Regions from separate parts of the Danio rerio genome. Here region 1 is linked to region 2. The links are chromatin contacts, called in public Hi-C maps. All regions are on one chromosome and are shown on one strand. The core of a region is the stretch at or near the end of the contact, and the rest is flanking DNA. Distances in the headings are between cores, read along the strand shown.

Region 1 (4,947 bases), core at 1,120-3,619, 240 kb before region 2:
TTTTAGTTTGGCTAGTAAAAAAGCTTTTTTAAATAAACAATAAATAATAATTCAGGTCAATATTATTAGCCCCCTAAAAAGATGTTTTCTTCAGTTGTTTACAGAACAAACCACTATTGTCCAATGACTTGCCCAATTAACCAAACTTTAACCTAAGTAACCTAGTTAATCCTTTTAATTGCACTTTAAGCTGAATACTAGTGACTTGCAAATAGGCATAGGCTAGTATAAGATACTGAGTGTATGATAATCTTGGATAAAAATATCATGGTTTCACGGTACTGTGGTCACAGCTCTATAATATACTCTTTTTAAATGTCTGGGTAAAAACAAAAACCTTTTTCCTCTTTGAACACAATATATTTTATTTTTTAAAAGATTTAAAATATTTTTGGAGCAGTAAACACGTCAGGTTAAATAATTTAAATGAAGTAATGACTTCTGCTGTCTATTAGTTTCAAAAACACTGATTTCTTCACAATTTAAAACGGCATCTTTGGATATTTTTCCATACTGTTGTCCTATAAAAAACGTAAAACAAAACATAAAATAAAAAATCTTACACATACTGTAGGAGTGGTTTAGCAGAAAATGTTGGCGGTTTTAAAAACAGACTATTCCAAACCGAGGTATACCTTAAAAATGGTTGTCATCCCATGCTTGCAAATATTTATTTATTTATTTACAGCATGTTTAATGCCATATCAGCAGTCTTGGCTACATTTATGGCAAATCCTAAACTAAATATACAATATGCAAAATCCAATAATATCGATTTCTTAATAAAAATTCATTTTACAAAAAAAAAAAAAAAAAAACACAAATAACAACACTGAATAAAATCATATACAATTTTTAGTGTGATTAATGACAGATATTCAAATATCTCTCCAGAAGACACCTTTTTAAACACTTCCTCTTTAATATGGTTTAAAAATACAGATTATATTAAAAAATGCTTTATCGTCAAAATATTCAAAATATAGGTTTTTCTTCTCCTTTTAATCAATACGAGTGTGTACTTCCTGAGTGACCTCATTTAATACAGTGCTCAGCATAATTAAGTACACCACATTTTAAAAAATGAATATTTGTATGCATTTCTCAGTGAATATAGGCAATGTGTTTTGCTGCATTTAAACAAAACAGACTTATTAAACAAATATATTTTTTTCAAAATAATGTTAAAGTCACCAAACATATTTAGAAATTGGAAGATAATACACTTAAATTCAAACAAAATATTGCAAAAATAAATTACAACCTACAAAATTTCAACTAAATCTTTACATTTTTTTGGCTTCTTTTGATTTGTTCTCTTTTTTTTAAGTTTGTATTTTATATTTTTCTATAACATATATACTAGTGTACTAGTTTTTGGACTCTTATCGTAAGTTATTTTGTTAGATAAGCTCCAGATTTGACTAATCTAATGTATATGCAAAATACACTGTTGTAAAGCTGCCTATTAAAATATGAATTTAAAAGATAGATTTGTTAGGGGTGTACTTGTATATACTGCACAACCTGATCATGTCTATTTTCAAAATGGTAATTATTTTTTTAATTTACAAACAGATTCACTTTATATAAATTGTTACTGCATCCCATTCCCTTTGCCATTTCTCAATAATATACAGATTCAAAGCAGGTTTGGCATCTCACAAATAACTAGTTATACTCTTATAACTAACCTAAAAGAAGTTAGTTATTAGAAACTAGTTATTAAAAATGTTATGTTAAAAAATGTGCTGAAAAATAAACTCTGTTAAACAGCATTTGGGAAATATTTGAATATCATCATCATCATCATCATCATCATCATCATTTTGTCTTCAACTCTAACGTTATATAGCATTTTATATACATAAATTAGTGGTTAGAAACATCTCCAAATGAAACTTTTTACAATTAGGCCATTTATTAAGATTTATATAGATGAATTGTAAAATGTAAGGATATTAGAAAACAATCGAGAGAGCAGGTTGTATGTAACTGACAGATCAACACAGCTCCTAAAACGAGTCTCTTCAGCGTAGTAACATTATAAATGTTTTAATATAGTAGTCACAGTTAGATTTATAAGCCAGCTCAAACACTGAGATGATAAATATTTTAACTAGTGAATATATTTCACAGACTTGCCCCAGTTTCTATCCGCACCGCACTACAACACAATCATTCTTTCAATACTCACATATATCGTCTTCAGAAACCAGTCCGTCTTCCATCGTCGTCGGTCGACAGCGTGTTACGTCTCCAATGTGAGCATCTTCTAATATTAATCTAGTAGATCTTCATATTATTTTGTGATGTCCGGCTACGTTTCTGTGCGATTTTCTCTCAGCCGAGCTCAAGCCTGCCGCTTTGGGAAATGACGAATCCTACTGAAGCGAGCAAACGTTTGCCTCATGAATATTAATTACGCCATGCGGATATCTGTTCGCTTTCCTCCAATGGCGAACGTTGTGAATTTAAATATTAACCAGTCACTTCCAATGGCGTGCATTTAGTTATGAATATTGAATTAAATGCGTAGACGTCACTTGTGACGCTCCAATGGTGAAAGGCTACTTATGAATATTTAACATGTTTGATGTAACTTTACTCTCAAGCAGGAAAATAACATGACAGCTTATTATATACAGTCAAAGACGCGCGCTTTGTCATGTTAAATAAGAAAACGCCATTTATGTTTTTATCTTACTATCTTAATCAGATAGTTCACCCAATTTCCTCCATTTGTTCCAAACCTGTTTGAGTTTCTTCTGTTGAGCACAAAGGAAGATATTCAGAAGAATGTTGAGGGAAAACAGCCATTGACTTCCATACTTCCCTACTATGGATGTCAATGGCTGCTTTTCCATCATTTACCTACATTTTTTGTTTTGTGTTCATCATAACTAAGAAACTCAAGAAAAGTTTACCACCACTTGAGTGTGTGTAAAGGGTGAGAAGGTTTAGATTTTGGGTGAGCAATCCTTTTTAGTTTGTATACAATTATACTTATTTTTATGAAGTAATAAAAAATCAGATTTAACTTAAGCATGTTTAGCTACTTAAAGAGATAGTTCAGCCCAAAGGTAGAAATTTAGCTATCATTACCTCCTTTTGTTCCACCTGTTTGTTTCTTTCTGCTGTTGAACACAAAGGAAGATATTCAGAAGAATGTTGAGGGGAAAAAAACAGCCATTGACTTCTATGGTATGTTTTATTCCTACTATGGATGTCAATGCTTTTTTCCAACATTTACCTACATTTTTTGTTTTTTGTTCAACATGTAAACTTAAGAAAAGTTTACAACCAGTTGAGTGTGTGTAAACAGTGAGAAGGTATAATTTTTTTGGGTGAACTATCCCTTGAAGTTTGTATTATACTTATTTTTTATTGGGTAAAAAAAAAAATCTGATTTAATTTAAGCATCTTAAAGAGATAGTTCACCCCAAAAATAGAAATTGAGTTATTATTACCTCCATTTGTTCCATGTTTGAAGTTCTTTCTGCTGTTAAACCCAAAGGAAGATATTCAGAAGAATGTTGAGGGGGGAAAAAACAGCCATTGAATTTAGTATGTTTTATTCCTACTACACTGCTGAAAAAAACCCGCTTAAACCAGCCTAGGCTGGTTGGCTGGTTTTAGCTGGTCGTCCAGTTTAGATGGGTTTTAGCTGTTTTCAGGCTAGCTTCCAGCCATTTCCAGCATGGTCTTATAGCTGGTCCGGCTGGAAAATCCCCATCTAAAACCAGATTGACCTGCCTGGTTTAAGTTGGACATAGCTGGTTTTGGCTGGGCTCACAGTACAAACTAGACTGGTCAAGCTGGTTTTAGCTGGTCATATATCCCAGCCTGACCAGCTAAGACCAGACTGGAAATGGCCAAATGCCCTCTCAAACCAGGCTGGTCGACCAGCTAAAACCAGCTAACCAGCTTAGGCTGGTTTTAGCTTTTTTTTTTCAGGAGGATGTCAATGAAAACATTTACCTGTTTTGTGTTTAACATGGAGAAACTTACGAAAAGTTTACAACCACTTAAGAGTTTGTAAACGGTGAGAAGGTCTTAACTTTGGAATGAACTACCCTTCAAGTTTGTATTCAATTATACAATTTTTTATGTAAGTGTGTAAAATATTTCTGGTTTAATTTAAGCATAAGCATCTTAAAGAGATAGGTTACCCCAAAAACAGAAATTTAGCAAACATTTCCTCCATTTGTTTCATACCTGTTTGAGTTTCTGTCTCCTGTTGAACTCAAAGGACGATATTTAGAAGAATGTTGAGGATTAATGATTTTTGATTTAATTTAAGCATCTGAAAGACATAGTTCATGCCCAAAAATAGAGGTTTAGTTATCATTTCCTCCATTTCTTCCATCTCTGTTTGAGTTTCTGCTGTTGAACACAAAGGAAGATATTCAGAGAAATGTTGAGGGGGGAAAAACAGCCATTGACGTCCATCTGTTTTATTCCTACTATATGGATGTCAATGTCTGCTTTTCCCCAACATTTACCTAAATTTCTTGCTTTGTGTTCATCATAACAAAGAAACTCAAGAAACATTTACAACTGAGTGTGCGTAAACAGTGAGAAGGTCTTATTTTCTTTGGGATGAACAGTACCATTAAGTTATTTTTATGTAAACGTAACAATTAAACTTATTTTTTGATGTTAAAAATCTTTTAAGGAAATAATATTTCTGCTTTAATTTACGCAACAAACGCTAATCTTATTGGTAATGAGTGACATGCAATAATCATCTACATACTATGAAATTTTATAGGCTTGTTTGCTCATAGTATTATTCAATCTCGTATTTTAATCTTCATTAAATTCATTACTCGTTGTTATCAGTGACAGCTGAATCTTCATGCATCAAATTTCTTTCAGTTTCACCTTTGTTGTGTAACAAAAGGCTATTGAGATTCTTTGTCTGCTGACTTTAGGTAAACCAAC
Region 2 (4,332 bases), core at 825-3,324:
TGAGCACATCAAGTTCAGCTGGAGAAAGAAATGCTGATCTCTTTTTTTAAGATGTTGCCATGGTCACTCGTAATATCTGCGCTCCATTGATAATGTCTCACGGTGCGCGCGCTTTACTCTGAGTTGGTCTACTCAAAGTTGATTGACCCAACTCAGATCAGCTGTTCTGAAACCGAAAACTCAGAGTTTTTAATCTCTCGGTAAATCAACTCAGAGTTCAAGTTTAAACTCCGAGTTGTTTGAACCTCCTTACTGAAACAGGCCCCAGTTTGAACGCTGAAAAATTTATTGGAAAACGTTGATTAATAAGAGAGAGTAAAAAGCGTCCTGGTGTGTGCAAGCCTTTACTCTTCATGTGATGGCATTAGCATTGCTCTAAATCTTACTTTTTTTGTTCACAGTGACGCTCTTGATGCTCTGGGTTTGAAGAGATACTGCTGCCGCCGAATGCTTCTGTCCCATGTGGATCTAATTGAGAAGTTGTTGAATTATGCTCCGCTGGAGAAATGAGGAGCGTCCTCGCCATTTGAAGATGAAAATCCCGCTCAGCCTCTCCTCATATTTTCAAAGACTTGATCCTGTTCAAAGATACAGACATGAGTTCTGACATGGATATTAGACCAAATCTGAAGAAACACACTTGTGATGTTGAATTTTTGTTTATTAGGGTTTTGTTAAATAAAGATTGAAATGTATCTTCTGCTTGTTTTTTTTTCACCTGTCAAATGTCTCATAAACAGAGAATAACTCTTTGTCTGAATGAGTGATTCATTGAAGTTCAAAACAACTGAATCATTTAGAAACACTGACTCTCTTTGTTCAAAGAGCACATTTTTAATTGAATTATAAACATTAGATGTAAAACTAACCAAACAACTACCTAAGATATAACAACACACACAGAAGTTTAAACCTAAAGCGTACTATTAAAGCTTATGAATTATGAACATTCATAAAAATGAATAAACAACAGATAATTACTGTGCTATTATTATAAAGCTATTGTATTATAATAATCATTTAAAGCAAAAATGGATCTATTAAATACCGAAGTGTGGTTGATAACACATTTGAACAATAAATCCATATTTATTTTGTACTTGAGAGATGTCAACAAGTAAACGAGTGATTCATTAAGTCGGTCGTTCAGATAGTTTGTTCAATACTACTGAATCATTTAGAAACACTTTATTTAAAAAGCACATTTTTAATTGAAACAAAGTTAAAATTAACCAAACAGCTACCTAAAATATGTTTGTTAAAGCCCTAGACTAGTCTCACACACATACACAAAATAAGTTTAAACCTAATTAGTAATAATACTAAAGCTTAAAAAATACATTCATAATAACAAGTAATTACTGTTCTATAATTATTAATCTATAGTGCTATAATTACAATTTAAAGCAAAATGGATCAGTTAAACATCATATTGTAGTTATAATGACATATTTGAACATTAAATTCATATTTATTTTGTACTTAAGTAATGTCAACAAGTAAACGTTACTTACAGAAACAGACCAAAGCAGAAACTAATTAAATCAGTAATAAAACAGATGAAATTTCTATATAATTTTGATGAAACAAATTTCACCCCATTAATATTTTTGTAACCAGTGTCATTTCTATTTGGAATACATTTCATTTAAGTTACATTACATATACATTAATACAATTTAAACTGTAAGGAATTAATGCATTACTTTTAGGCTTTGGAATATAATTTTAGTTATTAAGATATTAAACAGATTTTGAGCTTAATTTTGTTTTAGCAAACGCGAAATAAATGGAAATTCGACGGATAATCAGTAACTGTTGCTTTAAAAATTAATGAGTGTGCTTCCGTTTTATAAGTGCTCACAGAAATACATTCCCACGGAAACAAATGTCGACGTTTAGTCATTTCATCTTTGTTAAACTTACACGTGCCAGTCTGGAAGAAAAAAAAACATCAAAGGTTAAAACACACGACATTAAAATATATTTAAAGCAACATTCAAATAACCTTCAAATAAGAAGATGATATTGACCTTACCAACATGGCTGCGCTTCCGGCTCTCGTTGCGAAACAGTTGCATAAACTCTCCTTCAAAATGAAAAGGCAATAGACAGGGAAACACCTGATTATTAAAGCCTTAAAGCAGGGAAGAAACGACACGATAACATGTTTTCAGCAAATATCGCTAGAAAGGTAACGTTATGTTTTTGTGCTTTGTGTTCATTTTGTGGCGACAGAATTTTAAAGATGTTATTTGACCTCACGTGTCTGAATATAGAGAGATCATCGTCATTCTGCATAAGGGTATTACCTTTAAAGCTATTTAAAGCAACTATTAAAATGTATAAAACATATATACATTTAAATATATTAAAATGGAAATTATAAACCTAAAACTACAGGTTGTATTAATGGTGTATCAGATCAACATCAGATTAAAATTTTTGTTGTCTCCTCTTCTTATAAGGTTTTATTGTAAAAATAATGTTGTTTTATATATATATATACACGCTTTTGTAATAGCTTGTGACAAAACACTATGAAAGTGGCAAACTCCTTCCCCCTCCTCAAGTTACTGCATTCATAATTGTCAAAAACATTGTTAATAATCAAAATGTTTTATACATAACATTTAAAACAAGAACTGAAAATATAAAGTAACATTTGTAAACATGTTAAGTTGTTTACATAGTGAATTATAGAATTAAATAAAAATGCATTCACTTTATTGTAAATTACATGAATAGGAAATTATATGAATAGTAAATTATATGAATAGGTAAAATCTGATTAAAAAACAGAAACAGATTAAAATAAGCTAAATAAAAAAATATGAAATTATAATAATAGTATTAAAAAGCTTATACACCACTTAAATTAAATGCGTTGCAGCAAATACATAAGTTTATGATTTCCAAAAATAATATCCATGTTTACGTAAGTATTAACAAGTGAAAATAATTTTTTCCTATATTTTGATTCAGTATTATTTAAAATATATAAGGATTTTGTATATAAGGGATTGGGTTTTATGATAAAACACAATTATTATGCCATCATTAATTCATTTTTTTTCCCGGCTTAGTCCCTTTATTAATCTGGGGTCGCCACAGCGGAATGAACCACCTACTTATCCAGCATATGTTTCAGGCAGAGGATGCCCTTCTAGCTGCAACCCATCACTGTAAAACATCCATACACACACACACACTACAGACAATTTAGCTTACCCAATTAACCTATAGTGCATGTCTTTGGACTTGTGAGGGAAACCGGAGCACCCAGAGGAAACCCACGCCAATACGGGGAGAACATGCAAACTCCACACAGAAACACCAACTGATCTAGCTGAGGCTCGAACCAGCAATCTTCTTGCTGTGAGGTGATCGTGCTTCCCACTGCGCAACCGTGCTGCCCTAACTATGCCATTATTAATAAGTTATAGTTGATTAGAAAAACTAATTATAAAAAAAACACAATTTTCTTGCCCTGAAAATAATCACAGAAGGTGATTATGGTGCTAAAAACAAACAAGTGTTTCATTCATAATGCTGTGTAAAATAGTATACACACTGAGAGTTCAAAAGGATGGTTTCTTTTATGCTTATGTCAGATGAATCCTACATTTATTGGTGTTTATTATTGTTTATGTTGACAGGAGCAAACAGATTTTCATGGTTGTCTAATATGTGTTGTATTCTCAGGTTGTTTGTTCTGTGTGTCGGGCATCTCTGCGTCCCACTGTGTGTCCAGTGGTTTATCGAGGTTACCGTGGCGATGCTCCAGAACCGACCATCCTTGAGATCCCGTTGCCGCCTTGGCAGGAGAGAGCAGGAGAAGCTCTGGACATCAAGAGGAAGAGACTGCTGTACGAGAGCCGCAAGAGAGGCATGCTGGAGAACTGCATCCTGCTCAGGTCAGGCTGACACAACACACCACAACACAGCCTCGATTACACCTGCAGTTAAAGTGAATGAACTTTAAAAATAAAAGAGAAAGCTCACAAATATTAATGTCATTAAATTGTCAATTCTGTCATTAAAGGGACAATTCACTAAAAAATAAATTAATTCTGTCATTAACGGGATAATTAACACAAAAATGAATGAACATCGTCTTTAAAGGGATAGTTCACTCAAAAATAAATGAAAATTCTGTCTGTAAAGGGACAATTTACTCAAAAATTAATAAATTATGTCATTAAAGGGATAATTAACACAAAAATGAATGAACATTCTGTCTTTAAAGGGACAGTTCGCTCAAAAATGTATAAATTCTGTCATTAAAGGGATGGTTCACCTCAAAATGATGGAAAATTATGTAATTAAAGG

The links. Hi-C and Micro-C count contacts between places; a contact is called where the count stands out from the background.
Region 1: a Hi-C map of an unstated tissue shows a contact between it and region 2, with 2.4 times the contacts expected there. The contact joins the promoter of ankdd1a here to the promoter of sdhaf2 in region 2. A contact is called at or near these places in 2 of 18 Hi-C or Micro-C datasets (hematopoietic stem cells and an unstated tissue).

What each region holds. Positions count from the first base shown.
Region 1 is chr7:13,576,417-13,581,363 of GRCz12tu, reverse strand. ankdd1a (ankyrin repeat and death domain containing 1A) reads right to left here and starts at 2,369. Exons shown (of 15, transcript NM_001099248.2): 1 at 2,198-2,369. The coding sequence starts at 2,231.
Region 2 is chr7:13,333,188-13,337,519 of GRCz12tu, reverse strand. It overlaps sdhaf2 (succinate dehydrogenase complex assembly factor 2), which reads left to right and starts at 2,074. Exons shown (of 4, transcript NM_001082864.1): 1 at 2,074-2,194; 2 at 3,706-3,917. The coding sequence starts at 2,168. All of the region lies in intron 11 of slc25a22b (solute carrier family 25 member 22b), which reads right to left. It overlaps polr2l (RNA polymerase II, I and III subunit L), which reads left to right. Exons shown (of 3, transcript NM_001159825.3): 3 at 402-748. The coding sequence ends at 510.